Regions from separate parts of the Mus musculus genome. Here region 1 is linked to region 2. The links are chromatin contacts, called in public HiChIP or PLAC-seq maps. All regions are on one chromosome and are shown on one strand. The core of a region is the stretch at or near the end of the contact, and the rest is flanking DNA. Distances in the headings are between cores, read along the strand shown. Region 1 has its middle 25 kb from the start of Hyal6. Region 2 holds the start of Wasl (WASP like actin nucleation promoting factor).

Region 1 (3,352 bases), core at 274-2,773, 43 kb after region 2:
CAGTACCTGTGCCTGAAGGGAAATGACTTCACAAACAAGACAACTGGAGCGTTTTATGGAACACAGCCACAGGCTGAAGGTATATAAGGAGGCTGAAGTTCCTGGCTAACCAGGTGGACACTCCAAGCATCTAAAATCCAGCCACATGGTGAGGAGCCTGTGTCAGTCCCTGAGTCTGAATTACTGTGACTACTAAGTATTTGGGATTAAACAAGCTTAAGGGGAAGAAAGCTTGCCTCACAGTTCATATGGTTTCGGGCCATAGTCACTGAGATCCACTGATTTGGGAAATGAGGTAAAAGAGAACCATAGTGGGGACACTTGATGGAGCAGAGCTGGGTTAGCTAATGGTGGATAAGGCGTGGGGGGGGGGTGGCTTGGGACAATTTATATTCCTTAAAGGAATGTCTCAGTGATCTACTTCTTCCTCTGAGCTCTACCTCCTCATTGTAGCCCATTCAGCTATGAATCCACCAATGAAATTCATGGATGATTCATTGATGTATCTAGCACTCTCACCATCTCATCACTTTGATTCTAATCTAGCTTTAAATACATGGCCTTTGGCAAGAATACTATTGCATACCATAACAGAAGCCTTTGAGGCTAAGAAGGAGAAGAGGAGGCAGAGACCCCGTCTCCTGAGTCTGCACATCATGGCCTTTGTGGTTAGGTAAAGTCAATCGTGAGAAACAGAATAAAACCAACGAACAAAAATAACATTGCATCTGCTAAAATTCAATGCCAAGGCACAGAGATGGGATTATTCTACTAGCTCCAGGATCATTGTGAAATATTTTTTTCTCAGGGGAATGCTAGGTGACAAAAGCCTTGTAGAAAATTAAAATGTCAGCTAACTGAGGTGTTTGTGTCTTCACGAAGAGAACTGTATAGAGCAGCAACCTAAGATAAGTGTGGATAAGCCGTGAGCTGCTGGGGGCAGGTTAAGGAGACAGAGAAACAAAAGGAGACTAAAATCTGACCTCTGGTTTTAACTACTCTGACTATAAGATAGCAGGCAGTCAGTCCATCGTGATATAACACAAAGGGCAGCAAAACCTTTAACAGCTTGAAGAGAAACTTCCTTAGGTGTGCTAACCCTGCACCCGAGAAATAGTGACTCACCACCATGAGCAACAGCCCTTGGACACACCCTTTCAATAAAAGGAGTAGGAGTCTCATAAACTATTTTAGCAAGAACTTCCTCAAGTACAAACTTGGCCACTCTGTGGAGTGTGTGTGTGTGTGTGTGTGTGTGTGTATACGCTCGTGCATTTACATTATAGCAACATGATATTTCTCTAAATAAAAATTCAGTTCTGGCCTTTGAATATCATTTACTTTTCATCAGTAGAATAAGAAATTTTACTGTAGTTTTAGTTCTTTGAAGTTTATCTTTAGAAAATGCTTTCATTTCAGGCTATTTATGACAATAAGTTGTCAGACGCCCTAGTCCAAACTACAAGGTAGCCAGGGCCCCAGTGCAGACATTTTAGCTAGCAGTGACATCACAATTAGGCTTATATACCTTGCTGTGAGGCTCATATAGAACCTTACATTTTTCACTAGCAGGGACACCACTCACTTGGCTCAACTAGAACATGTGCCACAGGCCTCAGTGTGACCTCACTACAGGGCTGGTCAGGGGAAAACAGAAGTTTCGAGGTTTCACAGCTGCTGACAGAGTCCCTGGAAAGGATTATTTTGGAATATTTCTATTTTGCTAAAGAAGGGAAAGAGACCAGTCGGAAATAGGAAACCAACAAGAAAACAAGACTGTCAGCATTCAAAACTGATTACTGTGGAGTTACTTTGTGTCAAGGAAAAAAACAAACAAACCACAGAGTTCCAGAAACTTCTTTAGTGAGGATTCTTTTAAAGAGCTTTTGTTGAGTGTATTTTGCTACAAATGAATATACTTACCTTAACTCTGTAATGAGCCTTGATTTGTTCTTGCCAGTTTTCACTGTGGCTGCCAACTCCATGGGACATAAGGACCATGTTTCCAGGAAACTCTCGCAGTGGCAAGGCAGGGTTATGTGGCCATCATTCTTTAGTGCTGTAAATACTTTAGAATGGAGTCAGCAGCTCCCGAGCTGTGACATCCTCCAATCTGGCGACTAGCAGGCTGTTAATTATGCCCGACTCCCTGAGTTCAGGAAAGGAAGCGTTCTTCTCCTTAGTCCAAACCAGTGGGTGCTTTACTCTCAGTCTATCATTCGCTTAAACAGTTGTGGCGTGAGCATCTATTACATATTAAATGTGTTGGTTTTTTTTTTAGAGTGCACAAAACAAAACAACCTCTCACTGGGATTAGACAGCCACAGTGCCTATTTTATGGGATTGTAGGCAATATGTAAATTGTAATTCAGAAGATTGGCATTCAATTTTCTACTTATTTAGCATTTGATGGCTAACCTACCTTGAGCTGGATAAACTCCTTAGTCTTAGCTTCCCCATCTTTAAAATGGGAACGATGATACTTATATCATAATGATCTGAAGATTGCAAGAGAATGTGGGGCAAAGTATCTCACTGAGGCAACAAGGAGTCCAACTTCTCTTTCCCAAACATACCTCTGCCTCCCCTTGGTCTTTGTAGGTTCTTGACCTCTGAGCTGAATGAAAGTGTGGGGCCATGAAGTACAGAATGCTGACCTACCAAAGTGCTGTGCAGTAGATTAAACTGAAAACGTTGCCAGTATGTGCAGCCTCCGACTGTTATCCTCCAGAAAGCAAAAACTTTCAGTCCCTTGTTTCCAAAAGAGTCAAGTGCTTGCACAGAAATAAAAAGACAAAACAAAGCCATCCTTGCAAGAATCACCTACCTTTTCTAAGCTTTCTTGTATACAAGCAGTTACATAATAGTCCTAATCCCAGGATCTGAAATTCTGTCCTGCAATACTCCTTAACAGGGACAGGTCTCATTTAAACCTTTTTTGAATGAATTTTAACTTATTATTTGACGTTTCCACACATGTGTACAATGTAGCTTGATAATATCCATCCATATTCCTTTTCTCCATCTTAACTTCTCCTGCCTATGCCAATATTTCTTTCTTCCAACTTAATATCCCACACCCCCTTTTAAAAAATAATTCATTGAGTCCAATTCCTGCTGCCCATAGGCATATGGGTGTGGAACCATACACTGGGGTAGGGAAAGTCTACCAGAATTTAAAATTTTAATTTTGGAATATGCTTCTCAATGGTCATACTCCAAACTTGACTATTCCTTGACCAAGAAGAGTCAGGCAGTAAGCGTCTTGGTTTCAAAGCCAATCATCGATTACTGACACTTTGTTTTATATCTGATAGTGCCTATAACCCATGATGGTCTAGATGTCTCTGAG
Region 2 (3,442 bases), core at 819-3,318:
CATTTTATTTCTATTAATTTTATGTAAAAAATGAAGTAGTTATTCCTTTAACACCACTTTGAGAGACAAATCAATAAGGGGAACAAAATCCTCACCAAACAACATGATGTAGTGGAAAGTACAAAGTAACTGGGCATATAGTTCCAGTTACATTCCTAAATTACTATGTGACTTGGGGCCAAGAGCTCCATTTTCTCATTTGTTTAAAGAACTATAGAGGACAGACTTGGTTCATCTTTAAAGTAAATTTTCTCCCAAACTCTTTTTCTTCTTTTTTTGAACCACTGTTTTCTACTTTAGTCAGTGAACGCAGTGTTCTTTAAAGTCTAAATTTTAGAACAAGAAATACATCTTAAGTCCGATGGAATGATTTGGTTTCCCAAAGTCGATATGAACAGTCAGATCATGAAGTTAACAATTAATCTGGTAACTTTCCAGAAACTGTCTCCTCTTAACTTCTTCAGCAGGTGTAGTCTGATTCTGACATCTCCAACATTGCCAAGGGAGGATATGAAATGGTTCAGCTCGGCTGAAACTTCTCTGGGTGTTTCCTGGGTTCCAGAGGCACAGGCTCTGTGAGAGCTAGCAAACACGGCAGAAAGGGAGCCGGCTAGCATTCCAACAATCCCCCTTTCAACTCAGTCACCTCAGGAAGATCAAGATAAGGCCTTCACCCAGAGAACCTCCCCACCCCAGAAAGGCCTGCAGCCAACGTAATGAATGCTTCCGTCAATAACACCCATTCCCCTTCCCACAGAACTGCTTGCTCCCAATCCGCCATCTGGGGTTGGAATGGGCCTCCTCACAGCACCAAACTCAGAACCACTTTTGATCCCAAAGGCCGTGAGCTATTAGAAACTGTCGCTTCCCTACGCATGGCTTGGGAGCGAACAGCACCCTACACCCCACCCCACAACGCCAGGGAGGAAAAGAAAAACCCACAGTGGGGCGGAGAGCAGAAACTAGGCCTAGTTTCTGCTGGAGAAATAAACCCCGTTTTTGTTTTTTTGTTTTTGTTTTTTGCAATTGGGAGCAGGCGCATTTCCTGCCCTTGCTCTGATCCTAAGTGTCCATGAACCTGCACTGCACTTTATTCTCTCCCGGAATCCTTAAGGCGGACCGAAAATCCAATTCGCTTCTTTCCCCATCTATTCATTCCTAAAACCTCTAGCATTGTTAAAGAAGATAACCCAGATCCAGAAGTGGGAAGTGAAGCAAGGGCCAATGCTGGGATCCTGTCCTGAGATCTTAAGCTGCTGATGCACGAACAAAATCCCCTTGTGGTCTAGAGTAAAGTTTGAACCTGCAGCAAGGGCACGGACCCGGCCCGGCCCGGCGGACCTGGGCTACTGGGCAGGCCTATGGAGGTGACACTCCCTTGTTCTCCAGCAGCTGGGGGAGGTGGCTCCGGGCCGGGCAGGCCTGCACCCGGAGAGCTGGGTGAGGGGAGCCCCAGGGCCCGGGAGGCTGGAGGCCTGGCCCGCAGCAGCACCCCAGCCGTGCCGAGCCTGCCCCCCTTCTCCCTCCTACCCTTGAGTCCCGTTCCCCCCCAGCCCGAACCCGCCAGTAGACGTTGGGGGGTGGCGACAGGGGGGTCTCGGCTACTGACCACACATTTCTTGCCGAGGAAGGAGAAGAGAGACTCGTTCTCTTGCGGGGTGAGCAGCAGGGAGCCCACGTTGGTGACCCTCCGCGGGGGCTGCTGGCCCGAGCTCATGGTGTCGCCGGTGGGGTGGAGCGTCCAGGGTCGTCACTTCTGGCGGCGGGCGAGCACTCGGGTCCCACTCTGGGTGACAGGGGCGCGAGCCGGCGGTCACAGCCGCAGCATCCCGTCGTCGCTCCTCCGGCGCGCGGAGGCCGAGGGAAGGAGATGACGGCGGGCGCCCTCGGGCCGCGCGCCGACAGGGAAGCTCCGGGCTCCCGCCCTGCTCAGCTCCGGCTGGATGGTCGTTGTCCTAGCACTCCGGCGGCTGCGCTAAACTCCCTACTCCTCCAGTCCTCTGGCGGCGGCGGCGGCAGCGGCGGCGGCGGCAGCCGCACAATCCAACATGGCAGCGGGGGCGGGCGAGACCACGGGACGCGGGACGCGGGGGAGAGCGCCGGAAACTCGGCAAGGCGGGACACCCCCTCGGTTGCTGCGTGCCGGGGCGTGTCCTACCCAGGCCCCGCCCCTTCCGGAAGCGGCAAGGCTCATCCCGGTTGAGGTCTTGTTGCAGGCTAGTCGCCCCCACCAATGACCACCGCGCGCGTGCGCAGACTCAGAGCGAGGCAGGGCTGGCGGGTCTCCTACACTGACTGCCGAGCCGGACGCCCCCTTGCAGCAGCGCCCACCTTTGCGGAGCGTCGGGTCCGCGTAGCCAGTGTTTGTTAGGCATCGAAGCGAGACTCTCAGGCCGCCTGTCAGGGAGATCTAGTTTAGCTGGAGAGAAAGGTCGGCCGGCGTAGTTTCGGTCAGAGCCGCAGGTGCCTCGGGTTTCTGGATCTTAGTCCCGGCCGCCAACGGGGCGTGGAGGGACATTGCTAAGATCAGGATAGACATCTTCAGAGATGTCAAAAACAGAATCGCAAAAGGCGTCCACCACCCGCCTGGCGGATCTCGTGGGATAGGTGTGTGTAGTTTTTTCCTTGCCTTGTGAATTGGAAACTACCCCTCTCAATCTTTCTCTATCTCAAGTTGGAAGCACCTTGTCTCTTTAATTCAGGATGAATGCACGCGTTTGGGAATGTCGTGTAGGAATACACCTTACCTCTTTTTTCCTTACGAGTTAATTTCATGGCTCTGTATTCTAGGTGCAGGGACCTAGGGCCTGGTGCATACTCAGCCAGCTGAGCAATATTCCCAGCAGAAGTAAATAATGAGAATTCATTACTGTGTTTCATAATATTAAAGGTTAGTATAAAATCATTGGTTGAAAACTAAAAAGCTTTAATTTAAAAAAATTGGAATATAGAGATGATAAACCAGATTACAGCGAATTCTATAAAATGTACATCCTACTATTAACATTAATCATACAACGTATCACATAAGTTGTACTAACGATGTTTGCTAATTACCTAGTTCTAATTAAACAGTTGCATATTCAACTTTTATGACAAACTCTGGTAAATTTCTGATAGCTCTCAATACATTGATAAACTATTACCGACGAACTGAAAACAAAGCTGTAAAGCTGCCTATAATGCACATAATGAAATTGGGTGATGAAGAGCAAGCCTACAACAGAGGATGTGCGAATATACTCTTAGGAGTTCTCACATAGTATATGGATATCTCAAATTATGTTAATGTTAACGGAAAAGATAATCTTTAAAAGTGGCAAAACTTTTTAAAATAGTAGGTTTGTGAAAGGCACCATTTGAAGTACAAGAAATGTTTGAACCGTGGGGCTAAGAAACCTGGAAGATGAGTCAGTTTATGATTTGTTAAAAATGCACCTCT

The links. HiChIP or PLAC-seq counts read pairs in DNA pulled down with a chosen protein or histone mark.
Region 1: an H3K4me3 HiChIP or PLAC-seq map of intestinal crypt epithelium shows a contact between it and region 2, with 10 read pairs. The contact joins the enhancer-like site here to the promoter of Wasl in region 2. A contact is called at or near these places in 2 of 39 promoter capture datasets (the 3T3-L1 cell line and trophoblast stem cells), 10 of 484 Hi-C or Micro-C datasets (the HL-1 cell line, cortical neurons, embryonic stem cells and 5 more) and 8 of 115 datasets of contacts at active chromatin or transcription factors (the 230-238 cell line, embryonic stem cells, intestinal crypt epithelium and 3 more).

Annotation. Positions count from the first base shown.
Region 1 is chr6:24,706,183-24,709,534 of GRCm38.p6, forward strand. No RefSeq gene overlaps it. Among named protein-coding and RNA genes, the nearest start is that of Hyal6, 25 kb to the right of the region's middle. Within about 2 kb of position 1,524, at least 36 of the 459 cell types and tissues checked have an H3K27ac peak or open chromatin away from gene starts, as enhancers often do. A contact at or near this core is called in the HL-1 cell line, intestinal crypt epithelium, intestinal villus epithelium and 4 more, where this site is marked.
Region 2 is chr6:24,662,927-24,666,368 of GRCm38.p6, forward strand. It overlaps Wasl (WASP like actin nucleation promoting factor), which reads right to left and starts at 2,069. Exons shown (of 11, transcript NM_028459.2): 1 at 1,610-2,069. The coding sequence starts at 1,717.